3 separate regions of the Mus musculus genome follow, and regions 1 and 2 are each linked to region 3. Evidence: chromatin contacts called from public HiChIP or PLAC-seq and promoter capture Hi-C data. All regions are on one chromosome and are shown on one strand. The core of a region is the stretch at or near the end of the contact, and the rest is flanking DNA. Distances in the headings are between cores, read along the strand shown. Region 1 overlaps Chrnb2 (cholinergic receptor, nicotinic, beta polypeptide 2 (neuronal)). Region 2 overlaps She (src homology 2 domain-containing transforming protein E). Region 3 holds the start of Adam15 (a disintegrin and metallopeptidase domain 15 (metargidin)).

Region 1 (4,790 bases), core at 620-3,119, 410 kb after region 3:
AGAACCATCTACAGGGTCACAGGAAAAGCCAGCTTCTCTTCCAGACTGAGTCCTGTCTTTTTGTATGTGTTTATCTGGGCCCCAGCCAGATCACAGGACACAAGATAGGGAGCCAGCAACTGTGCAATTCATGTAGCTGGCAGCCAAACAGTCACTCACTGAAGTCACAGTTGGGCCTGCCACAGACCTGGCATCCTGCAAGGCTCGGAGACACAACCAAGTGAAGAACCCTATGGTTTTGAGTATCTTCAAGGAGACAGAGACAATAAACCTCTCAGAGATCATACAGTGAGAGGGGATGGAAGACTAGGATGGAGAAACAGAAGGAAGATGGGATGGGCCTGGAAAAGCCTCTTCTAGGAGATGACGCTTACAGCAAGCTCTGCTGGGTAGGAAGGAAGCCCTGTTCCAGATCCACACTGAAGTCATGGTCAGGCAAACCCAGCAGAACAGCATCCCAGCCCTGCCCCTTTAAACTGTCCCAAGAAAGGCAAAGAAAGCCAAGGAAGTGAAGCAATGAGGCTTGGCAACACAATGCACCTTGGGCTCCTAGGTCTAATGATGCTCCTAGGAAGGATGCTACTGAGACAGTCGGGAAAGCTTGAATGTGCACTGTACAGTGCTAAAAGTATTGATGCTGTTCTGTTTCCAGAATTGGGTCTTTGAAGCCGGGCACTTCATTGCTACTTTGGTTGTTGATAGCAGTTGGAACTTGGGGCCTTTCACATGCTCACCCTGTATCACCAGGAGAGCATCTCTGGTCTTAAGAAGAGACACATCCAAGTGTTTGGGAGTCAAGGTTACATGATTACTTTTAAAGAACAGGGCCAAATAATAACAGTAACAGGGTTTTGGTTTTGTTTTGGGGGCGGGGGGGGGGGTGAGGAAAGAGTAATATCATCAGCTTGATGAGATTAGCATCATCATGGGAACAAACGTCTATGGGGAATCTTTCTAGATTGGATTAATTGAGGCAGGCAGCACTCATTGCATGGGCTAGGGTCCCAGGCAGAAGGAGAAATGGAAAAGTTTGTTGATCTCAGAATTCCCCTCTCCCTGCTTCCAGACTGAAACAGGACCTGCAGGCTCCTGCTACCACCTTCCCCGCCTTGGGCTGTAATCTCAAACTGCAAGGCCAAACAAAGCCTGCAGTCCCTACATCTGCTTTCCTCAAGAGAATTTTGTCACAACAATGAGAAGAATAACTAAAACAAAGACTGTTCTCGTGGAGGGACCCAGATGCAAAGGCTCGAGGGCAGGAAAGAGCTTGGCTTGCTAGAGACAACTGAGTGACAAGCTGGTGACCCAAGCAAGGGAGCAAGTCACCAGCCTGGGGGTGTGGGTTATTTAACTGCGCATAGGAAGCTGAACAGGGAGGCAGTTGGGAGATTCTCCCTTGGTCCACACAAGAGTTGACAGGAGCTCAAGGACCAGGGTGTTAGCATGAAAGTGACAGAAAAAGGACAAAGCAGGGAATCACCTTGGAGGTGGTGCTCCCAGGACAGGACTTCTGAAAACATCAGTGGTGAGCACTAAGGGAGAGAGAGCAAAGGCATCACCAGGTTTCAGTGTGAACTGCTTAGCCCAGGGAATGCCATTTCCAGCAAGACAGGGAAACTAGGGGCAAGTTAGGGCCAGGTTGGGGGTGTAGAGCACGCACTTGGGTTTGGGCGTGTTGAGGTCTAGATGCCTCTGAGGCATCCAAGTAGGTCACTGCACCTTCAGCGCCTGACTTGAAATGCAGGCTACATGATGGACTGCAGCGGAGGTGGAGGCCAGAGATGCAGCGGCTGCTGAGCCCTGCACCCAGTTAGCCTTGGCTCCTTCATCTCCAGTCTCAGCCTCTCTCCCTCTCCCATGCTTGTCTGCAGTCGGGGGGAGGAGGGAGGGAGAAGATGTCTGAACTCAGCTCCCAACATAAACCACAGTGCCTGCCCTTTATCCTTCCCCAGCTGGAATGGCAGAGTCCCAGAGGAAACCTTGCTGGTCACTATGGCAACAACTGAGCCTTGGCTTAGAACCAGTCAGGTACCTGAACACTGATCTCAGGGAAGGCCAGATGGTACCCAAAATGGGGGGCAGGATGTTAACCCATCGCACCTTCCCTCAACTCCTGGCTTAGTCTCAAGGAATCTCCTTCTGGGGAGACGGCAGGAAAGGCCAGAAGCTGGGGGTGCAGAAGAGGGTGAGACCATCTGGAGAGCCCTGGCCTCTATCCACCCCATTTCTATAAATATTTCATTAGACTCTTTTCAAGGCCCAGGACAGTAGAAACGGGCTATTGATTTTATTTGCTTTCTCTGCTGGGACCAGCCCCATGGAACCTCTAAACTTTCCTTTCCCCGTCCATCATCATCCCAGTTGCCCGCTCTGTGGTCCGCAAGGACTCATCTCCATTTGCACTAAGAGCAGCAGCGCATTAACAACTTGGAAGTGTCCATGTGACACCCTCGGGCCCAAAAGAACTTCTCCCTGCCCTAAAGTTCCTAGTCACCTCTCTCACACTAATGATGCCTTAGCTGACACATCTCACCCTGAATACTAGTCCTCTGGGAGCTACAAGGTCATCTGGTACAGACACCAACACCGGCAAGCCAATCTGGAAGCCTACCCTGCTGAGTCCTCAATCACGTTGCCCCTCCCTTGTACCCTTGCTTTGTGACCCTAAGTGACACCTACTCCCCGCACACAGGGGTTTCTGCTCCCGACATGCCTATCTCACCCTTGGTACTCACACTCTGGTCATCATCTTCACTTCGCATATGGTCCGCAATGAAGCGTACACCGTCCACAGCTTCCCGGAGGCCACAGCTGCATGGGCCCATCGAGCGCCCCAGACCGGCTGCAGCGGGCTCAGCCTGGAAAGCCCCAGCCAAGCCCTGCATTGATGCAGGATTGACAAAGCAGGTACATGGGTCAGCTGCAGGACCTTCGCGGAAGAATAGTGTGCCTGCCCCCTCACGTTCCCGCTGGCGCCTTCGCAAGCGCAGGCGTTGACGTGCACAGCGGTGGCGTGGCTGCTGCAGGAAGAGGAGGGTGGGCAGCTTCTCCAGGAAGACCACCTTGACCCAGGGCGCCATGGTGTGCGTGGTAGGCGAACGGTGGTGCACATTGAGCACACACACGCTAGTGACGATGGAGAAGGTGACTAGCACCATGGTGAACATGAGGTACTTTCCCACCAGCGGTACGTCGAGGGAGGTGGGAGGCACAATCTTGGAGATGAGCAGCAGGAACACCGTGAGCGCCAGCAGCACAGAAATACAAAGTGTCATCTTTTCACCACAGTCTGAGGGCAGGTAGAAGACCAGGATGGCCAGCGAGGTGATGAGTACGCAGGGGATGATGAGGTTGATGGTGTAGAAGAGCGGTTTGCGACGAATGATGAAGTCGTAGGTGATGTCCACGTAGGTGGAGTCGTCTGGGTTCTCGTTGCGTCGGCCTGGCAGTGCGATGATGTCCCACTCCCCACTAGGTGTGAAGTCGTCCAGGCTGGCCACATCGCTTTTGAGCACCAGGTCAATCTCAGTGCGGTCGTAGGTCCAGGAGCGGAACTTCATGGTGCAGTTCTGCTGGTCAAATGGGAAGTGCTTCACCTCAATCTTGCATGCGCTCTTGTAGATGGCAGGCGGTAGCCAAAAGATGCTGCCATCATAGGAGACCACAGCATTGGAATAGAAGGAGACTTCGTACATGCCGTCAGCACTGTCAAGGAATGGGGCAGTCAGGCCTGGCTTGAGAGTCTGCATCCCACTCATCAACCCAGCAAGAAGGACCTGGCTGGAAGTGATCATCTAATACATGGAGATTGCCCAGAAATGGAGATAGGGGTGGGAATATTCACAGGTTGGTGGTAAGAATGGGTCTCCTCCTGTTCAGGAGGCTTGTGAATCCATTCAGTGGTTGAAGAGAATGATTGGGGGCAGGGGGGACACATCTGCTACTTGTTCCACATCATATAAGCTGATAGTCCACATGAGGGTAAACAGGTGAGGGAGCTGGAGAGGCCAGGGCAAGGAGCCTCAAGGAATGAAAGGGTGTGGACAAAAGCCATCAGTTGACAGTTTTGTGCCTTACAGGGGAGAAGATTCATTGAGGGGAGCAGAACAGAATCTAGGTGAAACTAGGACCATATAAGTTCTATGTCGCCACCCAGGCTTCCAGAAGTTCTCACTCTTTGATCAAGCTAGGCACTGAGAACTGTCAGTCTTTAATATTCTTACCCCAGCAATCTAAGTAGCTGGGAGGATCAGTTCAAGGTCCAAGTCACCATGACTGTCTACACTGCATCCCACTAGTTGGGTCTGTCTTTGTGGATAACGCCTGCCTGCCATCTGCTAAGGGAAAGCCCTCTCCCTCTCACAACAGCATGCTTATCTTGTATTCCCACCCACCATGATCTCATCCCTTCCCAAGCACTCCTCTGGTCTTCCCTAACCTTCATCACTCCAGGGTCACCTACTTGTTGTATAGAACCACATCTGGGAGCCAGATGTGCTTAGAAGGGAGTCGGACTTTCTTCATATTGTCGAAATCCTCAGGCTTCCATGTGAGGCGATAATCTTCCCACTCCTGGGAAAGGGGGAGAGCAAGACAGCACTAACCTCTAGCCCCAAGAGGGGCCCAAAGTCAAAGAAAGGGACAAAGGAAAACTCATATGGCTAGCCTTCTCTGCACAGTGACTTCTCTGCCCAGACATAGGTCACATGATGGTACTTCTTCATTTAATTTGTACAGCTAAGCCAGGGCATTAGACTTAATGTTTACAGATGTGGAGGTGAATCTTGGGA
Region 2 (5,068 bases), core at 1,639-4,138, 510 kb after region 3:
AAGGGTTGTGCGAGATTTTGTTTTAAAAGGCTGAAAGGGACTTCTCCTCAGTGGAGCACAGTGGCCTGCACGAAGGCTGTTCTCACAGCACTGACAATCATTTTGGCTTCTATGTGTAGTGCAGGGCTCTCGGTTTAAGTTTTCAGTAGCCACAATTCCGCCCAGCAAATGTCAGTCATCATGTATTACCTTGTATCTGTGCATTGTTCACTGTGTTGAACCTAGTTTAGCTCAGCATTCTAGCCATGAAGCCTTATTTTTTTGCTTAGCCCTCCCTATTCAGCAAATGGAGCCGTTGTCTTTAATGGTAAGAATATCATAAAATGTTTCTGGGTGGGGAAGGATTTGGGCACACGCCTCATGACTCTGATGAACACCGGCCTGGCAGGTCGGTGTCACCTGGCCTCTGCCACACGCCTGAGCGTGCTCCCTCCATATTTGCTTTACATGAGTGAAAGTGGAGGAGACAGAGTTTATATATAGTCCAGTCTTCATGGTAGGGCATGGGGCTATAAAAAGCAAAAATACTGTAGACTAGTGGAAGGCCAGTGAGGGAGATGTTAAAGCTGCTATTTTCTTCTTAGGTTGTGACACAAGCTGACAGGAGCCAGGGGACTCACAGCTGGGTGGTAGCATAAAGTACCCTATCCTACCGTGCTAAAAACAATTAAGCGCAGCAGGGTGTCCTAACCACTCACTGGTGAGCCTGCCAGCTGGGGCTTGTCCTCCGAGCTCCAAAAGATTGAGCTTTTTGTCCTTTTCTTCCTGATAAAGGTATTTTCTTGTTATCTTTATTCCTTTGAATTGATTCTGTCTGGGGGGGGGGTGTTTCTTCTGGTGAACCCTCAAGATGCTGTGAACATCTATAGCATCTAGAGAGCTGTCCACTTTTTCTCCTTTAGCAAAACTTATTTGTAAAAAAACTGCTTTCTTTGTTCCAGAGTATGGACTTAGACAGGGACCCCTGAGAACGGAAGGCATCTGTAATCCATCCAGCTGTCCAGGAGGTCCAAGAGTCCAAAACTAACCTTGGCAATAGAGCAAGGGTGTCTCCAAAAAGAATACAGGAAGGCAAAGGGCATTTCTACTTCCTGTAATAGCATAGCAGATTCTGTCCAGATGTATTCTAATCACTGTCTGAGGGGGCGCTGGCCAGTAGGATGTGCTGAGGAGGCAGAGACAGGAGGAGTTGAATTAGAGGTTACTCTTGGGTTACACCTTGGGCCAAAGAAATGGCTCAGAGGTGGAAAATGCTGCACTTGTAGAAGACCCTGGTTAGTTCCAGTATCCACATGCTGTCCAGGTCTAGGGGATCTGGCGCCCTCTTCTGGCTTCTGAGGGTACTGGGCAGGAACATGGTACACATACAAGCAAAACATTCATGCACATAAACTTTTTAAAAACCTGAATGAAGGAATAGAAACAATGGAGGAAGTCTAGTGAGTATGCACAAAAGCAAGTGGTGGTAAAGAAACAGGTGTCCCTTCCGGTTACTGAGAATGCTTTAATAGGCATCTGTAAGAACAGCCTGTATTGTTGGCCGTTTAGAGTCTGCGTCTGTGGTGCTGGAGTTCAGTCACTGGTCTCTGCCACAGGAAGGGGAGCTGGGCAGAGAACCAGTAGGGAAAGCTGGCTCTTCTCAACACAGGTCCTACCTTAATAGTCCTTGTTTGGTGTTTAGATTATTTACCAGTGTTGCCCCTGTTGGATAGGTCTTAATGTTTAATTCAAGAACAACTGTAAGTCATTCTTTGCTTACTAGATGAGTCTGTTAACATTTTCGTTAGGAGCTAATGACTTATTTTTCCTGGCCTCAGTCAAGAAGCCAGTGCATCTAGATTCATGCCCCCTGTACATGCTTCTGAAACTTAGGATTTCATTGCTCCCTTCCTGGGACCAGACAGCCATTGGTCGTCTTTCTGTCTTCTGTAGCCAGCACCCATTTAACCGTAAACTCCCTTGGGATCAATCTTTTGTCTTCTCTTTGCCACCTACATCCCACTAACTTGGCCTTGAAGAAACTTGACCTGTAAGAGCCTTCCCTGTAATTTAGCTTCCCGGCTTCATGGACCCTATGCAATGAAAGATGGTGTTCTACTGCCATCTACTGGGACAAGAAAAAAACTGCAGTTGAGAAACAAGGGTGCATTTAGGGTAGTTTGTCTCAAGGATTTTTGATACAGTCCATAAATCAAAATAAACGATGACACAGCAGTTGCCATCTTGAAATGTGCCCTTTACTGTAGAAAGGGTGTTTTGACTCCTAGTCTTCCCCTGGACCTAGGCTGGGTCATGTTGTTCACAATTTTAATTCTATTTTTGAAGACTGCTCTGTCAACAGATCATTGAGGCAGGAATCATTCTGTTAAGCTCTTAGCTGTTCCAAATGCTGTCAGGAGGATTTTACATTTAAAATATCAACTGATACGTCATTTTAACTTTTTAAAATATTTAAAAGGTTGTAATGCAGGTGCCTTGGCAATTGTTATTATAATGGAATCTTATAAATTGTTGGCTCTCTTCACCGGTCAGCGTAGCTGTGTGCCTTCCGGAAGATGGTTTACCCTGAAGTGTTACTTTCAATAAATGCTTTGCCAGGAAAACAGTCATTTGCTTTGTTCAGTTAGTTGCTGTTTTGGTTGGTTGGTTGGTCGGTCCATCAGTCTGTCCGTCGGTCGTGGGTCTGTCTGCTGGTTTTGTTGTGTTGTGGAGCTGGGTTGCATGTGCCAGGGTTTTGCCACTGAGCTGTACCCCGCTCAGTGAATTGGTCCCATTCATCCTGACAATCGCCTCCCTTCATGAAAAGTACTTCCTGTGCAGACACCTACTGGAGTGTTCTGTGAAACTGCTGATGCCAGAGTGTTCCAACGCAACGAACAGCCAGCAGCTGAGCCTCCCCCTCACTTCTCCCTCTACAGCCCTGCCACTCTGTATCCCTGGAGAATACAGAGCAGTGTGGTTCTCCTCTGTGGCTTAGTCTTCCCCAGCATGTCCTTTGTTCTCCTCCTTTGAGCATCACAATTAGATTCATGTGAATGGGTGTGAGAGAGTGTATGTGTGTGTGTGTATGTGTGTATTAGTGTATATGTGTAGGTGTGTGTGTATGTGTATGTGTCTGTATGTGTCTGTGTGTGTGTGTTTGTGAGTATGAGTGTGTGTTTTTGTATGTATGTGTGTATGTGTGTGTGAGTGTCTGTGTGTGTGTATATGTGTGTATGTGTGTCTATGTGTGAGTGTATGTATGTGTATGTATATATGTGAGTTTGTATATATGTGTATTAATGTGTATATATGTGGGTGAGTGTGTGAATATATGTTTATGTGTGTGTGCCTGTGTGTATATGTATGTGTCTGTGAGTATATGTATGTATGATTGTGTATGTATGTTTCTGTGTGTGTGAATGTATGTATGTGTATGAATTTTACTTATATAACTGTTGTCCTGGAACTTGCTTTTAGACCAGGCTGGCCATGAACTCAGAGTTACCCCCGTCTCTGCCTCTCCACAGTTGGGGTTAAAGTGCCTCCAGCACTCCCGGCTTTTTTTCCAATTTTTAGTGATGTGAAGAGGGGTGGTTGGTATGTGCACCTTTCTGCAGAGACCAGAGGCATCCAGTCCCTTGGAGCAAGGGCTACAAGCAGTAGTTAGCACATGGACGTGTATGTGCCCTTAACTGGTGAGCCTCTCTCCAGCCCTGGTTATTTTTATTTGTGTGGATGTGTGCAGTGTCTGCAGATGAAGGAGAGGGTTCTGGATCCCCAGATGTGGTACTGGGAGTGGAGTTGGTCCTCTTCACCACTGAGCCATCTAGCATCTGGTCTTACTGAGCATAGCTACGATTTGCCACCAGGTGCTGTAAGTACCTATCAGTTTTCTGAATTCGTGTGTAAGGAAAGAGGATGTTTACATGCAGCAATGCTCCTTCTGCCCCATCTGGGGAGTCAGAGTAATGCTTTTTTAGAATTCAGACTGAACATATTTGTAAGAGCCCAGGTTCAGGTCCTGAGTGTTGGATTCCTGCACTGTGAAGGGGCGAAGGTGTAAGGAGCCTCCTTTTTCAAATAAGGATCTCAATGCTCAGCTGATCAATGTGTCCTGGGTTAGTCACATGGGAAGCAACGGGCAGACCAGGTCTGCCTCAAATCCAGGTGTTTGCTTGTCAGTGTTGGTGTTGAGACAGGGTGGTGGTGGTGTTTATTTGGTTTTTGTTTTTTAATGTAGTCCAAGCCTCTACAAACTTAAGGTCCCCCTGCCTCTACCATCCTAGTCCTGGGATAGCCAGTGTGTGCCACCATGCCAAGCCACACCTCTACTTTCCCTTCCAGGTCATCTACTCCACCTGCAGAACCCTTCATGTCTGCAGAACAGGGTCAGTAAGGTGAGGTCCAGGGGATGCTCAGGCTTAGAGCACGGCTGCTTGGGCAGACTTCCCTTCCCAGCACGTATGTGGCTCACAGCAGTTCCACAGGAGCCACACCTCTATGGGCTCTGTGGTCATACATTCAAGCAAGCACTCATACACTAAAATCAGAATAAATACTGAGTTTTGAAAACACACCTCTACTCCCTTATATTTTGGTTGTGAGCCTAGCCTTTAGCAGCTGAGCCATCTCTCTAGCCCACACCACTCTACTCTCCAACAATGGAAATATATCAGGCCAACAGGACGTATAGGTTTGCAGTGCTGAGCAGAGTTCTCCCCCAGAGCCCTGGAGGTCTGAGCTCTCCAGGAAACCTGGACCAAAGGCTAGAGAGCATGCCCCTGCGGCAGCCAGATCCAGAGAAAGAATGGCCGGTTTAGAAAGAGAAGAAGCAGCCCCTACTTTTACCCATCAATGTGAAACTAGGCACTGGCCCTCTGTGTTCAGCCACACCTCTGGACTGCATCCCAGTGGACTTGGGGCAAAGGAAACAGACACAGGGAGGACTCTCCCTCCAGGACAAAGCTAGGCTGAGGCTGGCAGGTGGCCTCCTGGCAGCCTTTCCCCTATCCCAGGAGCCCCTCCCCCTTCTACACCCCCTGGGCCCAGATGGTTGTGAAATCCGGCAGACTGCTGAAGCTCTGAG
Region 3 (4,608 bases), core at 1,485-3,984:
AGCTTGCCAGCAAGGGCAGGCAGGACCCTCCCACTTCCTCCAGGGCTGCCATCCTCCCTTCTTCCTTCCCTCTTTTGCCCAGGCCTGAAACAGCACCAGAGGGCCTGACTCACTAGACTGTAGCCCTCGCTGACCATTCGGGTGCCATCAGGCTGGTACCACACCAGAGTTGGGCGGCCAGGGATTAGATCTCTGTGAGAAAAAGAGGGCAGGATTTGAGCCACTTCACAGGGTATTGGGGTGACAAGCTAGGGCCTGAGGTGGGCAAGGGTTTGTTAGGAACCAGGCAATGCCACCAAACGAACTACTCAGTTCCTCGGAGGCCACACAGATGAGCTGTCGCTCCTCCTGCCTGTCTGAGTTCCAGGATGATTTTTGACATCTATAACTGTACGAACTCAGGCAAGTTATTTAATTTCTCTGAGTTTTAACTTCTTCAAATGTTAAATAAAGATGATAAGTAATAGCATCTACCTTATAGGATTGTTGTTAAGGAGTCCGTGAGTGTAGTTCTCAGTGCATAATAAAGGTTATGTAAATCACCTCCCAGTAATTATTCGCGCCTGCCACCTTACCTATTTTGTAGAAGCTCCAGGACATGACTCTCACTGTCCAGCTCCAAGGAAATCCTCAGGGCCTCAGGTAAACCAGTCTGTGGACACCAGAGGCATGTCACCTCCCCTATCCCTGCCCACAACTTCTATCCTATAAAATCAGAAAACCTCAGGCTCTCAGGAGAGTACCAGTGATTAGGTCACTGGTTGGGGGATCCCATGGGAGGGTCCAGGAAACCCTGCCTGGCCTGGGCATTGTTCTAGGGGCTTATGTGGGGAGGTCAAGGAAGGTATCTGAGCCACCCCTTCTCGGCTTCCTGCCCAGAGAGGAAGCATCATGAAGGACCCAGCACAGGCCCCAGCCCTTCCTCTGACTCAGCTTCAGAAAGTGTGTATCTGTCTGTCTGTCCCTTTCCAAATCTCTCCCTTACTGAAAAAAAGAACAGTGTGAGTGGAAAGGAGGAGGCTTAGTGTCAGAACTCTCCCAGTGTACGTGATGGACAGACAGGCTGAGGCCGAGGCAGACACGTATGTGCAGAGGGGATGGAGCTGAGTGTAGCCGGGGGCTTGAAGGAAAGGAGCAGGACCCGGATGGACCTGTTACCCTCAAGATGATTAATACTGTGGAGTGCGAGGAAAGAGAAAATCTTATTAGCAGGCTGTCCCTCACCTGAAGCACGTCTGCTAGGCTCATTGGGGGGCTGTCCTGAACAACCCGGCTCTCCATGGATCCACTCAGCGTCCTCTCTGGGCTGGCTTGCTGCTCTTCCTCAGTGCCTCCTGCAGGGTCCCAGAACATCCTAAGAGATTGCTGAGGAAATCCCTAGCAAGGCTGGAATCACTAGTGTCCTCAGACCCACCGACCCTCAGCACAGAAGGCTATATCAGTGACTTAAGCGGTCCTGCAGTGTGTGCCAGGATTTAAAGGAGGATATGGGAAGGAGGGGTTTTTTTTTCCCCAACTTACGGATTTCACCCATAAGTCCCCAAAGTTCAGAGTATCCAGCTTGCAGCTCCTCCTTGCCTTCCCTTTGGCCAATCCCAAGATTTTCACGGGGGCCCTCCCTTGTTCCCATCCCTTCCCAATCACACTCCCCACCCAATCAGGAATGCCCTTTCTTAGGTCTAAGAGAAGTCTGTGGCCTAGTGCCCACTTGCCCTTCCTTTTCCCTCACAGTAGAGATGCCTGCCGGGAACACCCATCTTTGGGTGAGCAGTGCAAACACTCTGACCTCCCTAAACAGCCTTGATGCCCAGTCAGGCGCACCCGTTCCCAACAGCCTCCGCTTCCTCCGCCAGCACCCCCCAACAATGGCCCTCTCCTCTCCGGACACTCCACCCCCGCCTACCCTCTCGGCCCCCAGCCCAAGACAGCAGCGGGAAGTGAAAGTTCCAAGGAGGAGTTGGTGTCCCAGTCTCTTTCCTGGCGAAAGCTCCCTCCCCTGGCTCCTCCGGGCCCCTCCCGCTCCGCCAGGCTTCTGGTGGCAACCGCACCCGAGTGAGCGGTGCTGGCCGCCCAGGTCTGGAATGAACGGCTGAAAATAATCCTTTTCACTAAAACCCCACTAGCTAGTCCGGGCACTTCATTGAGTAGAACTGTCAGCTAGGCACTAGAGAGACGAAGACGTCAGTCCTAAGGAGTGACTCTTTCCATGATCTGAGCGCCCCACCCCCACCCCCCGCGCACGCTCTTCAGTGCCTGAGACTCAAAAGTGTCTGCAGGGATAACTCGGGACTTCAGGACAGAGGACGCCATCCTCCCTCCTCCTCTTCCTCCTCCTCCTCCTCCCCATCCTCCTCTTCCTTTCGTTCTCCAAATTACCTGGCCCTAGGCTTTGGTCCGCAGATCACGCAGGCTGCCCTCTGGTTAGGCTCCGGCAGACCCCAACACCCCATTGCCTCCGGGTTTCCTTGTACCTCTTTCCAAATCATCCCCTCGACCCACTGTCCTGGGAACTCACCTATATTTGGCAGCGGCGGGGAGGGCCGAGGGCTGCCCGCGCCCAGGAGTCCCAGAGCCCAGAGCAGCGCCAGCCGCATGGCCGCGGAGCTCCGGGCTGGACTGGGGCAGCAGGTGCGGGGCTACGCGTGGAGGAGCAGCCACGGCCCCGCCGGACACCAGCTCGGTGCAGCGCAGCAACTAGGCCCCGCCCCGCCCCGTCTGAGGCTCCGCCCCGCCCCGTCTGAGGCTCCGCCCCTGCCGCTCAGCGCAGCCTCTTTCCGGCAGCTACCGGGATGGGTTTGGACACCACAAGACTCGCGCCTTCCCTCCATCCTGCCTCCCGTCTGTAGCCCGGCTTCGTGGAGATTGTGCGGGCCAGTTCTTCCGGCTCACCCAATCCCGGATGCCTGCGAAGCACCAGCCGCAGGAGCGTGCATCACACTTTATTAAGCAAGAAGGCGGGCAGCATCCCTTCAATCGCCATACACAGCGTCGTCGTTGCTGTCGCTGTGGGCGGATGACGAGAGCTCTTCGCGGGGCGTGCACACCGGGCAGAGCCGTTGCATGTCGTCCCAGCACGACCGGCAGTACAGGGCCTTGCAGTCTGGTGTGGGGCACACGTAGGAATCCGGCGTCTCCATTGCCTGGCACACCACACAGCGCTGACGCATGAAGCGGTGCAGGAGAGGGCACCGGCGATACAGAGCCTCCACCAGGTAGTGGGGCTGTTGGAAGATGAGGTGGATTGGTTAATGCCAAGTGGGCTGAGCAGAAAGGGTTGTCAGGGGCACTGGGCAGCTCTTAATGTATGAAGTCCCAAGGCCTGACAATGCTATATTGGAGGAAGCTGGGGTAGACAAGAAGAGCCCTCGAGGGCGATATTGAGATAAATCGAAAGAGTCTTCTTCTCCATGATGGGCTGCGGAGCCTGGCGTGCCCAAACTTACTCCCAAGGATGACCCACAACAATTCTGTACACCTGTGGAGCGGCTTAATTTGGTACTTAGGCTTAGAAGGGAGGAGGGCACAATTTACACCTTACTGGGCTGGAGAGATGGTTCCGTGGTTAAGAACCCTGACTGCTCTTCCAGAGGACCCAGGTTTGAATCCCAGCACCCACATAGCTAACAACTGCCTGTCACTTGAGTTCCAGGGAACTGGATGATCTTCTGGCCTCCCTGGACACCAGCCACCCATGAGGACACAGACATATGCATAGGCAAAACACCCATACACATTAAATAAGTGCAAATTTTAATTAAGTCTTTTTTAAAAAATCTCTCCGGGTGGTGGTGGTGCACACCTTTAATCCCAGTACTTGGGAGGCAGAGGCAGGTGGATTTCTGAGTTTGAGGCCAGCCTGGTCTACAGAGTGAGTTCCAGGACAGCCAGGGCTACACAGAGAAACCCTGTCTCGAAAAACAAACAAACAAACAAAAAACTCAACCCCCCCCCAAAAAAAATCTCAGAAAGATGGTGTAACTTTCCTAAGTCAGATCTGAGTCAAACCTGGCAGGAACCAAGTCCCAAGCTTTGTGGCCATTCCACAGTCTCACTTTCCGAATACCCTCTTCATACAGTTGCCAGGAATTCTTAAGAGCAGAGCTGGGCTTGCCCTTCGAGCGCTCAGAGGTCTGTTTCTTCCCAGCCTTGCTCTGCCTCCTTGGCTCCTGCCACACTTTGCATTTCCCTTAGCTTGCCCTTTGACCTTGGCATCCACTTTGATCTCTGAGTTTGTTTTTTTTTCACACACTGTTCCTTCAGCTTAGAACACATACCCCCCTATTTCATCTAGCCATTCGAGTTCAGTCTACTTCAGGACCAGGTCAAGGGATCCCAGCCTGCTGATGTTCATGTGTGCCGTGGGGTATGTGTGGCAGTCAGGGGACAGCTTGTGGGGAGTCCTCTCCTTCTACCAGGAGGATGGAACTCGGGTCATCAGGCTTGGTGGTGTGTGTGTGTGTGTGTGTGTGTGTCTGTGTGTGTACCAGCATCAATGAAGTAAAACCCAGGCATTGTAACAACTGAACAAATGAATTGGTTAACACCATCTTACAGAGAAGAGAAAGCAAGACCTGGCAGTTGAGTAGGGTCACACAGCTGCCATACCAT

What was found. Promoter capture Hi-C pulls out the DNA fragments that hold promoters and counts their contacts. HiChIP or PLAC-seq counts read pairs in DNA pulled down with a chosen protein or histone mark.
Region 1: a contact with region 3 is called in an H3K4me3 HiChIP or PLAC-seq map of forebrain, with 7 times the contacts expected there. The contact joins the enhancer-like site here to the promoter of Adam15 in region 3. A contact is called at or near these places in 4 of 39 promoter capture datasets (liver, maxillary cranial neural crest, neural stem cells and 1 more), 1 of 15 datasets of contacts at CTCF or cohesin (large pre-B cells), 7 of 484 Hi-C or Micro-C datasets (the G1E-ER4 cell line, the N1E-115 cell line, cardiomyocytes and 4 more), 10 of 115 datasets of contacts at active chromatin or transcription factors (bone marrow-derived macrophages, craniofacial prominence, embryonic basal ganglia and 7 more) and 2 of 9 other capture datasets (embryonic stem cells and liver).
Region 2: a promoter capture Hi-C map of hippocampal neurons shows a contact between it and region 3, with 4 times the contacts expected there. The contact joins the enhancer-like site here to the promoter of Adam15 in region 3. A contact is called at or near these places in 5 of 39 promoter capture datasets (the 3T3-L1 cell line, frontonasal cranial neural crest, hippocampal neurons and 2 more), 15 of 484 Hi-C or Micro-C datasets (the Ba/F3 cell line, the G1E-ER4 cell line, the N1E-115 cell line and 10 more), 12 of 115 datasets of contacts at active chromatin or transcription factors (craniofacial prominence, embryonic basal ganglia, embryonic forebrain and 7 more) and 3 of 9 other capture datasets (adipose tissue, embryonic stem cells and liver).

Annotation. Positions count from the first base shown.
Region 1 is chr3:89,757,937-89,762,726 of GRCm38.p6, forward strand. It overlaps Chrnb2 (cholinergic receptor, nicotinic, beta polypeptide 2 (neuronal)), which reads right to left. Exons shown (of 6, transcript NM_009602.4): 4 at 4,463-4,572; 5 at 2,736-3,705. Among named protein-coding and RNA genes, the nearest start is that of Chrnb2, 4.3 kb to the right of the region's middle. Within about 2 kb of position 1,870, at least 11 of the 459 cell types and tissues checked have an H3K27ac peak or open chromatin away from gene starts, as enhancers often do.
Region 2 is chr3:89,856,238-89,861,305 of GRCm38.p6, forward strand. It overlaps She (src homology 2 domain-containing transforming protein E), which reads left to right. Exons shown (of 6, transcript NM_172530.3): 6 at 1-2,609. Among named protein-coding and RNA genes, the nearest start is that of Gm46811, 13 kb to the right of the region's middle. Within about 2 kb of position 2,889, at least 45 of the 459 cell types and tissues checked have an H3K27ac peak or open chromatin away from gene starts, as enhancers often do. A contact at or near this core is called in cerebral cortex, cortical neurons, hippocampal neurons and 1 more, where this site is marked.
Region 3 is chr3:89,347,294-89,351,901 of GRCm38.p6, forward strand. Adam15 (a disintegrin and metallopeptidase domain 15 (metargidin)) reads right to left here and starts at 2,735. Exons shown (of 23, transcript NM_001037722.3): 1 at 2,516-2,735; 2 at 1,225-1,334; 3 at 576-652; 4 at 114-192. The coding sequence starts at 2,594. It overlaps Dcst1 (DC-STAMP domain containing 1), which reads right to left. Exons shown (of 16, transcript NM_029974.2): 16 at 2,926-3,221. The coding sequence ends at 2,970. It also overlaps a transcript of Dcst2 not described here.